2 separate regions of the Mus musculus genome follow, and region 2 is linked to region 1. Evidence: chromatin contacts called from public Hi-C data. All regions are on one chromosome and are shown on one strand. Each heading gives the region's core, a stretch centred on a gene start, on an enhancer-like site or on the middle of the called end of the contact. The rest is flanking DNA. Distances are from core to core; before and after follow the strand shown. Region 1 holds the start of Cyp51 (cytochrome P450, family 51). Region 2 has its middle 13 kb from the start of Mterf1b.

What was found. Hi-C and Micro-C count contacts between places; a contact is called where the count stands out from the background.
Region 2: a contact with region 1 is called in a Hi-C map of the CH12 cell line. The contact joins the enhancer-like site here to the promoter of Cyp51 in region 1. A contact is called at or near these places in 16 of 39 promoter capture datasets (the 3T3-L1 cell line, 3T3-L1-derived adipocytes, the C10 cell line and 9 more), 53 of 484 Hi-C or Micro-C datasets (the 63-12 cell line, the AML12 cell line, B cells and 44 more), 13 of 115 datasets of contacts at active chromatin or transcription factors (the 230-238 cell line, the SCID.adh cell line, T-cell acute lymphoblastic leukemia and 8 more) and 4 of 9 other capture datasets (adipose tissue, embryonic stem cells, liver and 1 more).

What each region holds. Positions count from the first base shown.
Region 1 is chr5:4,102,594-4,107,416 of GRCm38.p6, reverse strand. It overlaps Cyp51 (cytochrome P450, family 51), which reads left to right and starts at 2,720. Exons shown (of 10, transcript NM_020010.2): 1 at 2,720-3,283; 2 at 4,391-4,489. The coding sequence starts at 3,110.
Region 2 is chr5:4,177,172-4,181,994 of GRCm38.p6, reverse strand. No RefSeq gene overlaps it. Among named protein-coding and RNA genes, the nearest start is that of Mterf1b, 13 kb to the left of the region's middle. Within about 2 kb of position 2,439, at least 6 of the 459 cell types and tissues checked have an H3K27ac peak or open chromatin away from gene starts, as enhancers often do. A contact at or near this core is called in the CH12 cell line and the SCID.adh cell line, where this site is marked.

The sequences.
Region 1 (4,823 bases), core at 1,471-3,970:
TTCCTGTTGCAGTATCCTTATTATTAAGGTGATGTAACCTCCAACAAGCCTGAAACAGGCTGAGCCAGACCTCGACTTTGTTGCCACTAAGGAGATTACCTAGGGTGGAGCCTGCCTCCCTAGATCACTCTATTGTTCAGCCACTGTCCCTGCTGCTACCTGCTGGGAATCGGCCAAGCTATTCCGGAGACTACATCCTACCCTTCACGTGGTCATCTGCAGCTGGGCTCCAAGGATGAATTGGCGGGAATGGGCCTCCCCTCTCCTTTATAAAGTGTGTCCGCCATTAAACATTTGAACCTTGAACAGACTAGCATGTCTTGGTTCCATTATTTCTCTACCCGCCTAGGTTCCCTCTTTTCTTCCAGCTCCAGGTTGCCTCCCAGGCTCGAACCCAGACATGAGAGCTACAGGCCAGCCCCAACAAGGTGATAGTTATGAAATATTACAGCCAGCAAGTTTTTAAACTTTTTTTGATGATTACCATTATTTCTGACAACTTGCCATGATTTCTTTACATTATATCCAGTGTGTCAAGACTTTTAGACTTGTATAAAGACTTGTTTTACACATTTTTATTTTCTAACATTGAGTCTACAAAAATGCATTACAAGTAACTTTTGTTTGTAAACATTGTGTACTGAAACTTTGTCAGTACATACAAAAATACTCTTTGGGATCTTGGCTCTTTGGACCACATGGTAATCTGTAACTCATAACAATTTTGTTTAGTCTCATTAACTTGGGTTGTCATGGTATTTCAGGTTGTAGTTATAAAGCCAGCTACAGATAATTACCAATCGTGGTGATATACATTCATAGATTCATTTTGACAGGGTATTTGACATAGATCATTACTATGTAGACTTGGCTGTCCTTGAACTCACTATGTAGACCAGGGTGGCCTCAAACTCGCTGACATCCACATGCCTTTGCCTCCCAGTGTTTGGTATTATAAACTATAGTTCACTTTTTGACTAATCATTGTTTAGAGCAACTGTCATAATTATGCCTGAAAGTTTGTGATTGAAAAAATGTAATTACTATTTTATTGTATAAGATGGTATATGAAATATTGCCATACTTATACATGATACTCAAATTAATCTTCCTTAACTGTTAAGTTTTAGAATTTGGGCTGGCTGTGATGGCATATATCTTGGATCCCACCTATCAATCCAGCTACAGAGGCTTGTGGACCTCTGTGAGAATGAGGTCAGCCTAGTATACATAGAGGTCCAGGCCTGCCAGAACTGTAACTCAAAAACAGATCAACAGCATCATTTTTTTTTAATAACACTGTACCTTTGATCTTTATTTAAGGGTTTTGATCTTTTAGGATTTCCATATTTGAGATTCCTAGTGTGCAATGTTAAGGCCCACTTGCCCACTGACAGATAACATCCTGGTATTCTGGAGTCTGTTGTTCATGTACTTTCACTTCCGTAGACAAGGTTGGTTGCACCAGCTGCACAGGAGGTGCTTGATGATACACAGGCAGGAGATGCATTGACTGGAAGGATGCTTGTCCCCAGTGGACTAAGGCTGGAAGCACCATAGCTTTGTGGGCTTGGCCTCTACAGGCACCTGTCTAATGTAGCTTGAGGCCATTCTTTGGGAATCATGGGTATGGACCTGGCCAGTGTCCATCTTCCTGGCCAGTATTAAATAAAGCTTTCTTTAATTGGATAATTGTGGAACTGGTCTTTCCCCTAGCAATTTTCAAGTTCAACAATGGCCTGAAGTCACTCCAGTAAGTCAAGACGTAGCACACAAGACAGGCTTAGAAATGAGTGAGCAAAATTCCTGTTGTAGATACTACTGCCAGAAATAAAGAGGCTCTTACCTACAGCAGTGACAATAAAAATGGAGTGTTACAAGATTTTGTGACTGATCTGAGGCAGGAGGATATTGGTATACAGCAGTGTCCATCCTATATAGACTTCCTACTAGGCACTTCCTACATAGGCAGGTGGCAGTCACCCTAGGGAAGAGGTAATGAGTGGGCTTCACTGACTGACTACGATAAAATGTGAGCTCTCTAGGTGGAATTATCTAGACGGTGGCTGGACCATCTTACTCATTCCTGGAGGTGCTTGCAGTTTTGCCAATCACTGCACAATCATCTCCAAACTTAGCAAAAAATCTAGCTCTTAACCCTGGTTAAATAAATAAATGTACCTGCCAAAGATCTGGAAGGAGGGTTAATTTGGAAACATGTCATCAGAGGTGCTTTATTTGTAGTGAGATCAGGGTAACTCCTGCTTCAGATCCAGCTATCAGAACAGGAGTTTGGGGACATCTGCCTCAGTTTACTTTATGGCCTGTATTTATTTTAAAAGACTTGTCTTGGTACAGCAGCACACCAAACAACTATCACTTGCTAGCAATGTGGCCCTACACGAACAACCTGTCAAGCAGATTGTACGGGTGATCCGATGGTCTCACCCTCCAGGTTGCATCTGCAGGAGTGTTTTTTTTTTTTTTCCAAGATTCGTGGTGCAGGGCTCACGAAGGGCTGGTCTCACAAAGCCCAGAGGTGACATCTCCGCGAATAGCCGCAGAGGCGGGCGCCCCACGGAGGGGGCGGTGCCCGGGCCGCCAGCTCTGCTGACGCCACATAGGCCGAGATCACCTCAGCAGCGCGTGGTGCAATCACAGAGCGCCTTCGCCTCTGCCGCTGTCCGCCACCAATCTGGTCCTGAGATCCCTCCGCCAGGCTCGTCCGTGCCCGCTGCCGGGGCCGTGCTCGTTAAGCACGCGGGACCTCGTGGTCTGCGGTTCTCGGGGCGCGATCATTTGTGCAGCCATCACTTTCTTCACCGAGTCCAAGTGCCACGGTAGAGCCTGCTTCCTCAGGTCCCCTCGGTGGCGCAAGAATCCCCGCACCTAGACGGAGGCGTGGCCACCAGAAGCCCCGCCCCGTCTGTGACGTCCTGGTGGCGCGCGAGCTGTCTGTGGGCGTGTGAAGGGCCCGGGCCAGACTAAGCCATCAGGCCGGGGCCGCCTCCCGACTTCTATCTGCCGGCTTCTCCTGCTCCATCTTTTCCGAGAAGCGGTGTGCGACCTCGGCCCCCAGCCTACCGGGCGGATCGAAGCGACGGTCGGGATGGTACTTCTGGGCTTGCTGCAGTCAGGCGGCTGGGTGCTCGGACAGGCGATGGAGCAGGTGACAGGAGGCAACTTGCTTTCCACGCTGCTCATCGCCTGCGCCTTCACTCTCAGCCTCGTCTACCTGTTCCGTCTCGCCGTGGGCCACATGGTCCAGCTGCCCGCTGGAGCGGTACGTGCACCTCGGGGTCCTCAGTCTGTGCCCCGGCTAAGCGGGCGGGCTCGGGGGGCGCTAGCGGTGGCGGGCGCGCGGGAGGCTGGGGTGGCGGCTGCAGACGCCCGTGCCTGATCTTTGCTGTTGTGGTGGTCTTTCTGGTCTCCTTGCTGGAACCTGAACTCGGGGGCTGTGCTGGCCGTCGCCGTTTCTGCTGTGATAGCGGCTTTGAACTTCTGGCTAGGATCCTACTTTGCAGCGTTTGTAGTCAGTGATGGATGTGCAGACTGGAGGCCTTGCTGGATGGATTTGGCTGGTCTGATTGCCTTGGCCATCCATGACTCTTAAGTGCAGAGCACTGTACTGACTTTACTGTTGGTTGTCAGAGGTGTTTGGGCTCTTTGTGAGGGCCTTGATGGCAAGTTAAGGGTAGCTGCATCCCCGGTGGCCATCACTCTTGATACTGCCCTGTGTGTTTAGTATACTGTGGGCTATTGGGCATAACGATGATTAATAGCAGTGTCAGGGAAATTGCAGACAGTTCATAAGTGACTTGAGAGTGTGGGAAGCGCTTTCCTGTGATGCTGTTAAAATACTGTTTCTCTAGTTTAGCGCTACACCAAACCACTAATTTCAAGCCTTCCAAATATAGTTCATGAATACCCTTGTAATCAACATTTGGTAGCTTTGAAAACCATCCCTTCGAAACTGACAATGGGATGTAAAAACTTAACCCAGCGTTAAGTTCCAACCAAGTTGCTTTAAAACTAATCTCTGAACCCAAGGGATCGATAGGCAGTTACTATTTCTTACTTTCATTAGATACATTTCAAAAGCTCACTATCATCATCATCATTTCTGAGATATTTATTATATCCCAGGGTGGCTGTAGAACTTGTTATGTAGCCAAGGCTCACCTTGGCATATCTTCCAGCCTTCACCCCTTGAGTGTGCAGTGCCTTCCTGTGTAGTCATTTCTGTTTTGAGTTCTTTTGAGGCTAAACCTTGTCTAACTATACTGTGTGTGTGTGTGTGGTTTTTTTAAACATTATTCTTAAGCAGGCTATCATATGAAACTTTCCTATTAATAAAATGAAAACTAAAATTTTCATTTTCTTTTTGCAGAAAAGTCCACCACATATTTACTCTCCAATTCCATTCCTTGGCCATGCAATAGCATTTGGGAAAAGTCCAATTGAGTTTCTGGAAAATGCATATGAGAAGGTAAGTCTTCGGAACAGACAGAGGCAGAGACTCTAGTGTAGAGAAGTGCTTTTCTTTAAATAGAAAGACATTTGTAAAAAGATTGTGCCCTCCCTGCTTATTGGCAGTATTGAAAACATAAAAGGAAAAGGCCTTGTTGGCTCTTAGCTTCCCAGAGTGTCTGTCCTGGGATATAGTCTCTGAGATGTGAGGAAACCTGTAGTTCTAACAATTACGTTTTTAAAAATAGTCTTACATTTTATTTTCGTGGATTATAGTCAGAGTTGACAGCTAGTTTCTTACTGATATATCTTTGGAATGTTGTGTCTTGTACCCCTGGTTCTGTCCATCCTGT
Region 2 (4,823 bases), core at 1,190-3,689, 75 kb before region 1:
AAAATCTGTAGAAATTCATATCATGGGGTAGAAATATATATGTGTTGATCCTTTGAGATGGAGATATCGTTACCAGTTCAAGTGTTCAACATGCCTTAAATTAGATACAGAAACCACTTTCTTCTATCTGGAGTAACCAGTATTTGATACCAGTTTGTCTTATGGCTGTAAAAAAAAAGTGATCACATAAACATATCAGTAGCAGTGACAGTAGTGACAGAAGATACTGTCATAGTTTGGTGTAAGAACACTTCCGGTGGAGAGAGGTGTGAGCCTTGCGATAAAGAGGCGGGTGGCTAAAGCTGGATCTGGGTGCTTATCCCTGGCCTCAGACCTTCAGAGTCCTGAGGAATCACTCAGTCACTTAGCAGTTCTGAGTGAGCTCCAGGAAACGGAGGAAAGAAGGTGTCTCAAAGGCTCCTTCTCCAAGAGTTTACAGTCTAGTGAGTTACAAGACATTTGGAAACAATTGACATGATGCAGGCATGGGAAGACAGAGACTTACATCCTACCTATGAGCGTTGAGAAAAAATGCTGACCTGCACCGTGTGGTCAGTGAGTACTTTCAGAGGAGAATGCAGGCTGGGCCTCCTGAGCAGGACTGTTCATAGTAAAGTCAGAGGCTGAGAGTTGGGAAGTGGATAGAAGACCTGTGTCCATCAAAGATCAAGTGGTTCACTGTGGCTGGAAGATGGGCCCCTGGGTAATGTGGGATGTTACAGAATGCAATGGTAAATAGACAGTGACTATGTCACAGGTTGACTCTTGTGTCTCAAGAACAAATTTGATTTTATCCTTTATGTGAGAACTCTTGGACCAAATAGAATTTTAGAGTTATTTTTTTAATCACACTTATTTATTTGTTTTGCATGCCTATATGGTTCTGGGTGCGTGGGGTGCTGTGGATACCTATGGGGAGGCTGTTCTCTTCCTTTACCCTGTGCATTCTGAGCATGAAAGCAGGTCACCAGGTATCGTGAGACGATCTCTCGAAAACATGATTTATTCTCTGAATAAGATCAGAAAAATGTCCCAGGACCCAACAGAGAAGAGAATAGCCAAATTATCCAACAAAGGTGAGATAGAACCTGTAGAGACCATATCCAGTGGATAGGCACTGCCCCTGGATGAAGGATTGGGCCACCCACCACCTCAAAAATAATAATCCAGAATTCCTCCTGTCAAAAGGAAATACAGGGACAAAGAATGGAGCAGAGACTAAAGGAAAGGCCATTCAGAGACTGCCCCACCTAGGGATCCACCCATCTGCAGACACCAAACACAGCCACAATTGCTGATGCCAACAAGAGCGTGCTGACAGGACCCTAGTATAGCTGTCTCCTGAGAGGCTCTGCCAGAGCCTGACAAATACAGATGTGGATGCTCACAGCCAAACATGAAACTGAGTGCAGAGACCCCAATGGAAGAGTTAGGGGAAGGACTGGAGGAGCTGAAGGGGTTTGCAACCCCATAGGAAGAACAACAATATCAACCAACCAGACCTCCCCAAACCCCCTGGGACTAAACCACCAACCACAGAGTACACATGGGGGGACCCATGGCTCCAGCTGAATATGCAGCAGCAAATGGCCTAATCTGGCATCAGTGGGAGGGGAGCCCCTGGGCCTGTGGAGTCTCACTGACCCAATATAGGGGAACTCAGGGCACTGAGGCAGGAGTGAGTGGGTGGATGGATGGGGGAGCACCCTCACAGAAGCAGGGTGAGGGGGAATAGGGAGGGAGTTTCTGGAGGGGAAAGTGGGAAGTGTGATAACATTTGAAGTGTAAATAAATAAAATAACCAATAAAAATGTGGAAAATTTTTAAAAAAGAAAAATATCAGTAAAATATGTTTCAGTTCATTCATTTGTTGTATATGTCTCAGGTTCCCATCTTTAAGACTGTGTGCTTCCTCTTCTGGGGTGTCTTCTATGTTTCTGTAAACTTGAGTTAAGAACCCCTCTCAATTACCCACCAGCCCAAAGGAATCAGCACACTCACCCAGCCTTTTTCATCTCAGAAATATAGAGGTTGGAAGAGAGTTTACAGAATGCAAGTTCTGGAGTCAGAATACATGGCTTTTAACTGGAACCTAACTACCATGTTTCCATTTGTAAAGAAGCTAATGCTAGTCGCCGATACAAGCTTAACCGAGTGGTAAATGATGTGTTAGCTTTTTGTCATATGATGACATACCTTAGGAAGACAACACAGCAAGGAAACTTATCTTCCTTCCTTGTTTCAGTCCAGTCACTCGGTCCCATTGTTTGTGGACCGGTGGTGAGAAAGAGGCAGAAGTCTCATGACGGAGAATGCAAAGCAGAACGGTGTTTTACAGCATGGTAACCAGGAGCAGAGAGAGGGAGGACAAACCTGTGCCAGTGGAACGACTGCTTCTTCTGCTTCTATCTGTTCTCTAAGCCAATGGATGGTGCTAGGTTTGTGGGCAGAACCTCATGTGAGAGAGCCGATGTACTTCCTCAAACTCATTTAAAGACAATGGTGCCCTTTGAAAGTGGACCTAACAGGAAGAAGTAGATCACTAAAGGTATCCTTAGACAGTTGCACCAGCCCAGGTTCTAGGATCACTCTCTGCCTCCTGGTTGGCCAGGATACAAGGTATTTCTCCTATGTGCTGTGTCTCCGTGAACAATTCCATTGCTTCCCAGCTATGGTGGACTGCATTCCCTTTGAAACTGTAATGCTTATTCTTCCTTTGTTTCAGTTGAATATTCATCGCAATGACACCGAAAGGAACTGATACAATCGCAGTCTTGGCTTTTAGTGATCATTATAGCTCCCAATCCTGTCAACACCTGTGATACTTTCTTAGACTCTGCCCACTGGTTCCTTCTGCTGCACTAGCTGAATTGTTCTTGCTGTTCTCCAATTGCAGTACAATAAATGCGACTGTAGACAGGACCTGCTTCATACACCTCAGAGCAGTGATTTTGTGACCTTGGGAGATTTGGCAAAGTCTGTAGATGTTTCTGGGCATTGAAAATGGGTCACAGGAAGGGATGCTGGCTTCAAACAGTATAAGTCAAATGTCTATGAAAAGTCTTTTTTTTTTTTATTGGTTATCCCTATTCCCAGTTTCCCCTCCACAAACCCTCTATCCCCTCCCCCTCCCCCTGCCTCTATGAGGGTGCTCCACCACCTGCTCACCCACTCATGGCTCAGGACCCTAGCACTCCCCTACCCTGAGTCATTGAGCCTCCACAGGAACGAGGGTCTCCCCTCCTAGTGATGCCTGACAAGGCCATCCTCTGCTATATATCCAGCTGGAGCCATGGGTCCCTCCATGGGTACTCTTTGGTTGGTGGTTTATTCCCTGGGAGCTCTGGGAGGTCGGGTTGGTAGCTTTGTTGTTCTTCCTATGGGGTTCCAAACCCCTTCAGCTTCTTCAGTCCTTGCCCTACTTTCTCCATTGGGGTCCCAGGCAAACAGGACAGTTTCCACCCCAAAGAAATATCCAGCGCCAGATGTCACCGTTGTTGAAACAGACAACCCCCATCCAGAGGTATTTGTCTTAGTTTGCAGCTAAGGCAAATCAAAAACAATAAGATTAGTTAAAATTAAAATGAATTGTAATCAATAGTGAAGAACAGCAAAATATTCTGAAGATGATAAATAGCAAACAAACATGCATTGACAGCAAAAAGAATTGTACTAATTTTCACTTAAAACATTATACTTAATATATTTCCCCCAATAGCTCTGTGACTTTAATAGTAGCGATATTTTGAATAACAAAGAAAAGAGGCAAGGAGAATATGATGACTCTTAGAGACACGATACAGAGATTTGTGGAGTTCCCCCAATCCCTCCTCCCTGAAAACAACAGCTGCTTCCCTGCACCCTGAAAAAACTACCCAGGACAATTCACACAGCTTAACTGGAGCTCTAATGGCAGAAAATAAGGGCAGGAACCAAAGCCGCTGTCACAAAGAAATAACTCTCTCCATTCTCTATTTGGTATTTAAAAATAGGAGAGAAAGTGCATGGCTTGAATCTGAGATAATGCTCGACTCTTTGTGAAGGCTCTCCCAGAGTGTCGCCTTCGAAACAAATTGGCCCTCGCCTACAAAGGTTTCTTTTTTTGTATTCTTGAAAACTCATTCTTAATGGCTTGCGTAGCATCAGTTATGCCCCTGAGCTGTAATGAAACTCTCTGCAAGTCAGAAATGCATCTCACCAGAGAGGAAAGTGCCTGAGCATTAATAGGTTTTAATCCGAGGTAAGCAAACCCACTGAGCTGCCACCATGTGCTTTTAAAAATCTAAATGTCATGAAATTTTCATCTGTTTTCCCTGCAAATCAGTGTGGGTCCAGAGACAGCCAAGGAAGGATCAGAAAGGGAAATCTCAAGTGCACACAACTGCCCAGGAGCACACCTTGAGGAGTTTACAAGCACCATCCAGGCAGAACCAAGTAATAATTGATGGGGCCCAGGGGAACCTGGCGGCTGTGGCAAGCAAACGTGTGAAAATCCAGTGCAGCCGACTTTGTCTTGCCCTGTATTTGATCGCATCTTCATATATGGGGTGAAGAAGGGGCTGCTGAACCTGAAATTCTCTGCTAGATGGTCTCACAGGGTTCACTGAAGCACAGTGGCAATGAATGCGCTGCCTGCTTCTTGCAGTGATCATAGAGTTCCCAGACTCAGCTGCTAAACACCTGAGAGTGCGGTTTGCACAATGCATCAGTAGCTTTTGAGGCAAAACAAATCACTTTTCAACTAGGGAGACTGTGTGTATATTGGAGTGTAGGGTTTGTCAGTATTTTCTTCCTTTCACAGGTGGATAACAGTAACATATCCA